2 separate regions of the Mus musculus genome follow, and region 1 is linked to region 2. Evidence: chromatin contacts called from public promoter capture Hi-C data. All regions are on one chromosome and are shown on one strand. The core of a region is the stretch at or near the end of the contact, and the rest is flanking DNA. Distances in the headings are between cores, read along the strand shown.

Region 1 (4,250 bases), core at 376-2,875, 96 kb after region 2:
GGCTAGTCTAATTTCTCATGTTAAATAAATCTTACATAATTTTGGTCTCAAATCCTGCAAGTCTAGTCAATGCTGTAGTGTTTTTGTGGTTCACAATTGTAAATGATTGATAATTAATTGAAACCCATGGATAGGCTTGAGAGTGTAACTCACTCTTTTGAGGAAGGGGGCAACTGTTTTCTTTAGATGATCAACAGAAATTGTTAATTAGAAGAGGGTAGAAATCTCTATAAATAACACTACTGAAAAACTAATTATTCTTAGTTCCTCCTGAGAGGATAGGACTTCTGCTAAGTTGTGGTAGAGGGATGGGGTTAAACTTGCCCGTGATTTTACAGTACAGGTTCACTTGATTATTATCATAGGCACCATCTCCAAAGGATGCCACAAAGGAAACTTCAAATGGGCCATAGAAGGGTAAATTCAGAGACTTGTTCTCATACTTTTAACTAGACAGTTTTAAATGATAGTTCAAGTCTGCAAGGCAGGTTCATGAGACCATATTAATTTATCCTTGCCACTATAACAAAATATCACAAGCTTAAGGTCTTAAAAATAAAGATTTTTTTTTGGGTTGTATTTGCAGCTCATTGGTAAAGCATTTGTCTAACTTGCACAAAGTGCTGTGTTCCATGTCCAGCACCACACACAAAATAAACACCCTTTCCCCCACACAACTAATAACACCTAAATCATGATCATGTCACCAACCCCTCGTTTTTTCTGGGGGACCTAAGGAAGACTTGCTTCCTTTGTCTTTCCACATTCCAAAGGCTGACTATAATCTTTGATCTTCCAGGTTCTAAAGCTGCCTATATTCCTTGGCTTAGGACTCCTCTCCGCATCTTCAAAGCAGCACCATCCCTCCTGACTCCTGCCTCTTCTGGGTGTGAACCTTGTGCCTCTTTTTATTTTAAGGACCTTTGTGACCGTTTTGGGTTTACTCAGATAATCTTGGATAATCTTCAATCCTTTAATCATATCTGCAAAGTCCCACAGTCATATCAGACAACATATTCATGGGTTCTTAAGATTCCGGTATACATTTCCTTGGAGGCCATTAATCTATAATAGGAAAGAAAATATTCTCGGTACCCAAATCTCAAGAAACTAAGTGGATAATATCATTTCTTTAAGCTCATACAATGGTAAACTACACAGACATCTTAATGTGCCATCAAAGTATTTAAATAGTTAGCAGCTTGCAACTTGCTAACCCCTCTTTTTGGCATAAGACGTAGGAATCTTAGTTTCATCTTTGGCTTGTATAGTCCTCTTTTACCATTTTACCTAGATTAAGCATGGCCTGCTTAGAGAACTCACAGTTTTCCCAGAAAAGAATTATTAATATGGTAAGTGCTTTCTGTACCCTCCTCCATCAATTCTAGGAGTAAGGCTCACATCTCTAGCCACGGGCAGGAGAGACTCCCAGTACTTTTCCAACATAACCTCCTTGAGTCTTTCCTTCAGCTAAGATAAACAACCCATCTTCACAAGCCATCCAGACTCTGCAGATGCTGCTGCAGGTGACTACACCACCAGAAGTCCCATTGCTTAGTGCCTTGCTCGCCTCCTCTCTCCTGCCACCTGAACCCGTCTCTGGTTTCCATCTCCCCAGCACTGTTTGTAGAGAACACAAACCCTGAACACGCTTGCTTTATCAGCACGTGCCCATCATAACTGCACACCATCCTTGTCCTGCTGGAAACTGTTCAGCATCCAGAGGGCCATCTTTATGCTGATAACACTAAAATATAAAATAATGCCAACAGCTGGTGCTACAAATGGCTTTTAAAAACGATGTTCATTCACTAAAATTCCTCTTGCTACTTTTGACACGAAACACGCAGTCTCTAATTATTCTGATCAAGACGGTGAAATACAAAAACAAACTTTAATTGTGTTTAACAGATATTTAATCAGGACTCACTGAACTACAGATTAAAGCTGAGATTCATAAACCATAATTACCCGATTGTCGCAATCTTTTGGTCCACATTCTCCTTCCGTCTGGGCGTCTGGCACCTTGCCCCGAATTTCTTTTACTGTCTTCTCAGCTTCGTTACTGTTCATGTTTTCCAGCAGAGATTTAGCACAGATTACAAAATATCTGTTCTTGGCAACTTTCTTCATTAGCTTTTTTTCCCTTTGCAAAAAAGTTTATTTTTTTTTTTTCTACCAGAGTAGCTGGAATAGGCACACGTTTAGGGTGCTTTGATGATACAAACTAATTATATAGTTATCAGGAGATAATGTGGTAGTGGTAACTAGTGTTACTATAGTCATCACGTAGGTATCATGCAATTTCTCTAAGTAAACCATGCGGTGTGCCCCAGCCACCATGTAATTACCTCATGTCACTGGGGCATTGTTTTATAGAAAATGCTTATCTCTCACCCTAACAAAACACTTTCTGCCACATTCGGAAAAAAATAAAAGTAGAAATCTTAGTTCTCCTTTTCAGTTCTGTTCATTCTCATTAAGATGTTGTCATGTGAATTCGGGAAACACCTGTCCTTCCTGAAAATCATGCTCTTGTGTGGAGCCAATAGAACCATTCCTGTCCTTTGCTTGGCTCTACCCAGGTAAGAGAAATGATTGCTAATAATCCATTGTCATTTTTTTTTTTAAGTAAGGAAACAAGCAAAAATCCCATTACCACCCTTGCAAAGCCACCCTATTTACTTAGGATTTGTTTGGTCTGGCACTCCCCCCTACTCTTTCCTTTCAAATCTCAGTCACTCACATTTGTTTTTCCTAGAATTATGGTGTAAATCATTCTTAACAAGCTAGTCTGAAACTTCTCAGTAGAAACTCGCTCAGAAGAAAGATGAAGCGCCACCGTGATTGAAATACAGAAAGAACTACAAACCTCAAACCCTAGTTCTTTTGGGCCAGTCTTCAGGACACCCCAAGTCTCCCTTGCTGTGTTGACCCTGTGTCACAGGGTTTGGATAACATCACAGACCACAGCAAGAGGATAAAGAGAAGGCATTGGTAAAAGAAGTAGGAGGTGGTTCCTTTATTCCCCCTAAGGGGCATGCAGGCGTGTGGAGCAAGGACAGTAGTTACTACTTATTTAGCTCTTGTTGGTGGCTTGAAGTCTGACCTCAGGAAGACCTTTCAGAGGACATCCCACCTGAGAGTTCCAGCTTAAAACAGGATGCAGTGGCTTCCTTTGCAGCACAACTTGAAAGCTAGTTTCAATTCTGCTTTTATTAGCCACCTCCCAGTTGGAGAGCTACCCAATTCAATTGCACACTTAGCTCAACTTGGGGTAAAAATCACCTTCAGATTTAGAAGGGCCAGAAAAAATTGCTATCCTGTCCTGGAGCATTGTTCTTCAATCACACAATCCCTCTAAATACAGTTGACAGCCTTTGAGATGCAAAATGCATCACTTTAATGTAGTGGAGGTCCCCTTCACTGCATTGCCAAATCTATTTAGCAGAATCTTTTTGGAATAATCTGTCCCTAGACCTGAGGATGCGCAGTGATTTTAAGCATTTTAAGCTAACGATAATGGTTAGTGCTGAGAACAGATGTACCTGGCTGTGATGTGATCTATTCCAGTAGGCTTTTATGAGCTGTTCATTCCTATTGACTTAGCATTTTATGTCTCTGCTCTTGCCTGGTGTGATGGTTGCATAGGGGTGTCGTGTGTGTGTTTTCCTGATGTGTGATGGCTGCACAGGGGGCTGTGTGTATTTTCTCAGTGCAATGGCTACAGAGGGTGTTGAGTGTGTGTGTTTGCCTGGAGTTATAGCTGTACATGTTTATTGTGTGACTCTCCTCCTCGCCAATTGATAGTTGCTCGCAGGGACCTATGTGAATCTTTTTCTTAGAACAGTGGTTGTATTTGTTGTTGTGCTAATGATGGACATTTCCAGTAATTATCTATCTACAGGGTCCTGGGGAAAATTGCAATAAAATCAATAAACAGTGCTAGCCAGGCCCTTGTAAACATGGATGACACCCATGCATAGATGCCTTTTCTCTATTGCATGTTAAAATCCAAGAGCTGTTACCCTATTGGCATTAGGATACAATTTCTATGGTTTCTCCATCTCTTTCATATACTGCAATCATTTCAGAGAGCCAGAGATTACTGCTGGTTAGAGGGCTTTTCCACATGAACCCATCGAATAGCATTTTCACTACACTGTCCTACACATCACCTCTTAAATTCCACCCTGACTTGCTCTGGTATAATAGCTGATATGCTGAAAGTGAATGCCTTTCATTTATTT
Region 2 (4,859 bases), core at 859-3,358:
AAAAGCCTGTACAAAAGACACATGTGTTCCTTTTCGGGTATTATAACAGGCCCACCTAGATTTAGCTTTCGATTCCAGATGAGCTCAGACATGTTCAGACTAGCACATCTTTGCTCTGTAAGCACTGAGCTGCTAGCATTTTACTGGCAAATTCGCGGATCCCTAAATTTATGCACAATAGATGCCCTTAAATCTGCAAATCTTCTGTTTCAGGCAAATTCCTCCTTGAGTTAAAAAATTTCCCCATTTACTCTGCTAGTAATAAGCCAGAAAGTTAAGGCAGGCAACTCATACAGGAAAGAAAAGTTGAATAGTACTTACCCTAAGTACAGTGTGCAAGCCTTAGAGGGCAATTCACTTTTTCTCTAGGATAGTTAGAAGGGTATCCAGGTCTGAGCTCAGCTCCTGCCCCTTTCCCTTCTGGAAAACTGAGGAGACTCACTGAAGGTGCCTCAGAGAAGAATCCCACAAACCGACAGCCTTACCTGTGGCCATTCAGAAGATTGCATTGGTGTGTATTTAAAACTATGAATAAAGTCAGAGACAGCGCATGCTCAGCAGGCAATTTAAAAATATTTATAACATTGTTGTCTCGAAAACAAATTTCCTCAAACAAAGCAAAACTCACATTTCTTACCCATGCCAAGTTTAACGTTCTGAGACAGAGCTGTTTTGGAGTTTTCCGTTGGGGGAAAAAGGTTTCTAAAAAAAATTTTTTTTTTGAGCTGAAAGAGAATAGTTCTCCCTTCCCTTTTGGGTACTCTTAAAGGGGTGGAATAAATTTCTCTTCAAGTTTCAACAAAACTCACAATTGGTTATAAAAAAAAAAGACATTGCACATTAAAGGTCCATGAAAAATAATTTCAGAACAAGTAACAAGAAGCTAAAATCTACAGGTCTGAAGGATGTAGCGGTCACCTGAGTCTTTAAGGCAGTCTTGTGTGTTGTAACACAAAAACATACACATACAATCAGAATCTAGTATGTTCAGTATGGCAAGAATAATGTATAGACCACTTTAGGCATATCGAGAGAAGTTATGCTTTTTTTTTTTCTAACTAAAATCTGAACTCTCCAAAACTAAAAAAATACATGAAATTATAGGGTAAATTCAGCAAGAATTGTCAGTATAATTGCACAGCAAGCATGGAAAGATAGCTGATCACATATTGGTCAGCTAAATTTTGAGATACATAAAATAAAAATTCGATTGAGTTAAGGTTTTAAAAGTACTAATTGCAGCAAAACTGCTCGTCTTTCTCCAGTTTGGGATTTTCTCTCTCCCTGCCTTGAATACCCTAAATACCCCATCTACCACCTATCACCAAACCCTGACCGAGCAGCGCACAGATCTCAAAGACCTTATTTAAATCTCTTACTTAATCTTAAGTCTCTGAATAGATTGCAACTCCTGCTCCACTTTCCAGTGGTGCTCAGCTGGCCTCACAAAAGCGCCACGGACATATCCTTAACTATCTCTGATGTTTTCAAGCTCAACAGAGGGTGCCAAAAAGAAAAGAAAAAAAAAATCAAAGATCGGAAAAAAAAGTTTATTAAAGTGAAAGCAGGAGCCCAGATTTGAAGAAGTTGCCTCTACTTTTATTTCCCTCACAACTCCGCACAGGTGTTTCCTACCTCACGCTGCTGTGCACGCTGCTGAGGAGGAGGGGTAAGTGAGGGTGGGGGAGTGGGCCAAGGTCTGACCAGCAGGCATCAGGAGCTGCAGCCTCCTGGGTTAATGGATGTGTTTAAAAATGGACCCCAAGCCCCCAAAAGCCTGGAATGAGGTTTCTTTTTGGCAAATGATTAAACCACTATACTGAAATAATTAAAGCTTTGTCCTTAAATAAAGCATCCGATCAACAGAACAAAAACAAAGATAAAAACTGCACACACATATGCATGCGTGCACACACTCTGACACACAGATACACAAAACTAGCGGGTGAAGGGAGAAGGAAATTAAATAAAAGAAAACAAACAGAGTCCTAACAGGCCATTCTCCAAAAAGAAATCTAAATAAAAAGTCATATGATATCTGATAGTGCAGGACACGTCGCCAAGAACCAGAGCGGATTGCCTCCAGGAAGAAAGGGCCAGTGTATTCCAGCTCAAAGAGCGTTTCTTTCTTCCTCCTCTATGTTCCCCTTTCTCCTCGACTGTTGAGTGTGTTACTCTCAGGTCAGACCTACGAAGAATCCCAGAATGACAGCTATCACCTCTCACTGTACTCTCCCAGCACAGCTAGCTGACGGGGCTGCCTGACTTGGGGGGGGGGGTACTGCTGCATTCAGCAACAGCCTCTTCCTCTTCCAGTCCTCCCTCTGTCCCTCTCAGAAAATCCTCTGGCCACCCCAAACAGCAGACAGGGAGAGAGATGAAGGGTGAGGAGAGGACACTCACACACACAAACCAAATATGCAGGTACAACAGCTGCAGTAACAAAAGGATTCAGGAGAGGGGAAAAAAAGAGAAGAAAAGAAAAAGAAACCAAGCAAAGTATGTGTGGGGGCTGGGGTGGGGAGCAAGGGCAGAAAAAAATCCCCAAGCCTCTTGCCTTTAAGCTAAAACTTTTTAAAGACTTAGTTTCTTTTATTTTTGGTGAGTGACTTTCATTTTAGGATCGTTTACAAATTCTACAAAAATATAGACTTTTGAGTGGAATTCAAGAATTTCCCGCAAGAAAACATGCAACTGTGACAAGTGACCGGCCCTAGAAATTTTGGATTTGCCCAGACTTCCCTTACTTCTAGTATCTTCCCATGAGGTCAAGTACTAGCTTGGCCACCCAGTGCCAGGCTTAATTTGAGGGTCATTACTGAAGGAGCACACACATAGACGGGTTCCCGAAAAGACCCCTTGTTATCAAGTTACTTCAAACACAAGGCATTCAGCCCTCCCAGCCAGGAGGGCTGACTAGTGAGGCGTTGCCCTCTGCCCCATAAGCACTGTGCCCTTTAGAAACACAGATAGACGTACAGTTCATACACATGGGAAAATATATGTACCTCTAGTTTTTCTTATAGTGTCCGGCCCCAGGGATAATGAATGAGTTTTATTTTTCCATAAATGGGAGGAAGAGGAGGAGAGAGTTTCTGACTCGTGGACAACTGTTGTAGTTGTTTCCCTCTGAGCCACACTTAGGTGCTCAGCCTAGTCTGCATTTTCAGGGTTTTGTGGTGGCGCTTGTAGCTATTTCCCCTCTGCTCAGTTTAGTGTCCATTATGTACCTCAAATGATTACCAAACGACACTCAAAATATAAACACATTAAGAGCAGAACTTTCAGAAAGAAAGCATTTCCCTGGGATTATAAGTTAAGGATATTAGTATAAAAATATAAAATGTACAGCATGTATTAAAAGATAAACTGTTTACTATACTTTGCTCATACAGTTCCCGTCCTGATTTCTCTTTTCTTTTGTTAGAGGATTAATTTGAAAGTGATAAGCATTCTAGAATGTTTACTACAAACACAAATTCATAGTGGAAATACATACGCATAGGCAAAACATCAAACAGAATACAAAGCTACATGGCAATCAGAATTGTTGAGAAAACCTCCGTCTAGACTACATTTTGCTTGAACTAATATATCATAGATGGGACAAGTAATGTCTCTGGGAGTTTGGTAATTTATATCATAGAAACAAAATATAAACACCTACTCCCTTACTACCTCTCCTTTATAACTGACAAGTGACACAGAGATGCCCTTTACACAGATGGATGCAAAAACTTGGGAGATCAAATGAGCTGATGTACCCCACTGGTATTTTGGGAGCTCCAATTCCATAATTAACTTTTTACCCAAAAAAGTGGCAAAAGTAGAGGATGTTCTTGCCCCTAAATCAATTATTTGATGGACTCTCATTCTTTCTTCCACAAGATTTCAGGGACACAAAAATGGAACAGACATGCTAAGGGAAGATGCACCCTGAGCAACTTTTGCAGTGAGTAGGGAAAGAACAGCAAAGCGGGCAGAGGAGCAGTTGAATTTAGAAAGACTAGAGGAGGAGAAAAGAGCAACACAGCCAACTTAATTAGTCATTCCTTTTAATTTTTCATGTATATATGTAGGGGTGATGGAGAGAAAAGATAACTAGCTTTCTTTTGAATGTCTTTGTGTTTTTATAGAGTAATGTTCTGTTCCTGACTCTTTCTTTTTTAGGCAAAAAAACTAATAAAAATAGAAAAACATATATCAGACATTAAGCCCCCCCTTCCCTTTGTAAAGAACTCTTTGTTCTCCAGTGAAAATGCTGAAAAATCCCCGGGCAGCTACTCCCTGAAACAAGTGCAAAACACTTAGAGGCTTTTGGGCTGGCTGGGAGCCAGGAACCCTCCCGCTGTCTGGTTAGAAGAGGAAAAAAAGAAGAGAGAGGGGAAGACGGATGGGGGAGAGGGAGAGACAGAGAGGGAGAAGGGGAGAGAGAGAGAGAGAGAGAGAGAGAGAGAGAGAGAGAGAGAGAGAGAGAGAGAGAGAGAGAGAGAGAGAGAGGAGAAATTGGAGCTTCCTTTTAGCAGACATAGGAAGCAGCGTTTTTTTTTCTTTTTCTTTCTTTCTTTTCTTTTTCTTTTTTTTTTTTTCAAAACTGGCGGTCAAGCGTTAAGTAACTCCTGTCTAAATCCACCTGCTAGAAATGAACTTGGGTACCCCCCAGGGGTGCACAAAGACAGGGAAGACAGTAACACACTCCACACTCTCTCCCACCCCCGTGTACTGCTTCCATTCTCCCTGCTCCCATACACAAATGCCCACAGCCTCTCACGCCGCCCCTCTTACCCCCCAACAACAAACACAGCAAAATACATGCTCCCTCAGTCTCCTTAAAAAAAAGCCTTTCCACCTCGGTTGCG

What was found. Capture Hi-C pulls out chosen DNA fragments and counts their contacts.
Region 1: a promoter capture Hi-C map of adipose tissue shows a contact between it and region 2. The contact joins two enhancer-like sites. A contact is called at or near these places in 1 of 15 datasets of contacts at CTCF or cohesin (the NIH/3T3 cell line), 6 of 484 Hi-C or Micro-C datasets (the Ba/F3 cell line, CD4 T cells, the CH12 cell line and 3 more), 1 of 115 datasets of contacts at active chromatin or transcription factors (heart atrium) and 1 of 9 other capture datasets (adipose tissue).

What each region holds. Positions count from the first base shown.
Region 1 is chr16:43,408,231-43,412,480 of GRCm38.p6, reverse strand. The region is part of intron 4 of Zbtb20 (zinc finger and BTB domain containing 20); the gene reads right to left. It overlaps Gm15713 (predicted gene 15713), which reads left to right. Exons shown (of 5, transcript NR_046026.1): 5 at 800-1,963. Among named protein-coding and RNA genes, the nearest start is that of Gm15713, 9.8 kb to the left of the region's middle. Within about 2 kb of position 1,625, at least 33 of the 459 cell types and tissues checked have an H3K27ac peak or open chromatin away from gene starts, as enhancers often do. A contact at or near this core is called in the CH12 cell line, adipose tissue and uterus, where this site is marked.
Region 2 is chr16:43,503,785-43,508,643 of GRCm38.p6, reverse strand. The region is part of intron 5 of Zbtb20 (zinc finger and BTB domain containing 20); the gene reads right to left. Among named protein-coding and RNA genes, the nearest start is that of Gm15713, 86 kb to the right of the region's middle. Within about 2 kb of position 2,108, at least 90 of the 459 cell types and tissues checked have an H3K27ac peak or open chromatin away from gene starts, as enhancers often do. A contact at or near this core is called in the CH12 cell line, adipose tissue and uterus, where this site is marked.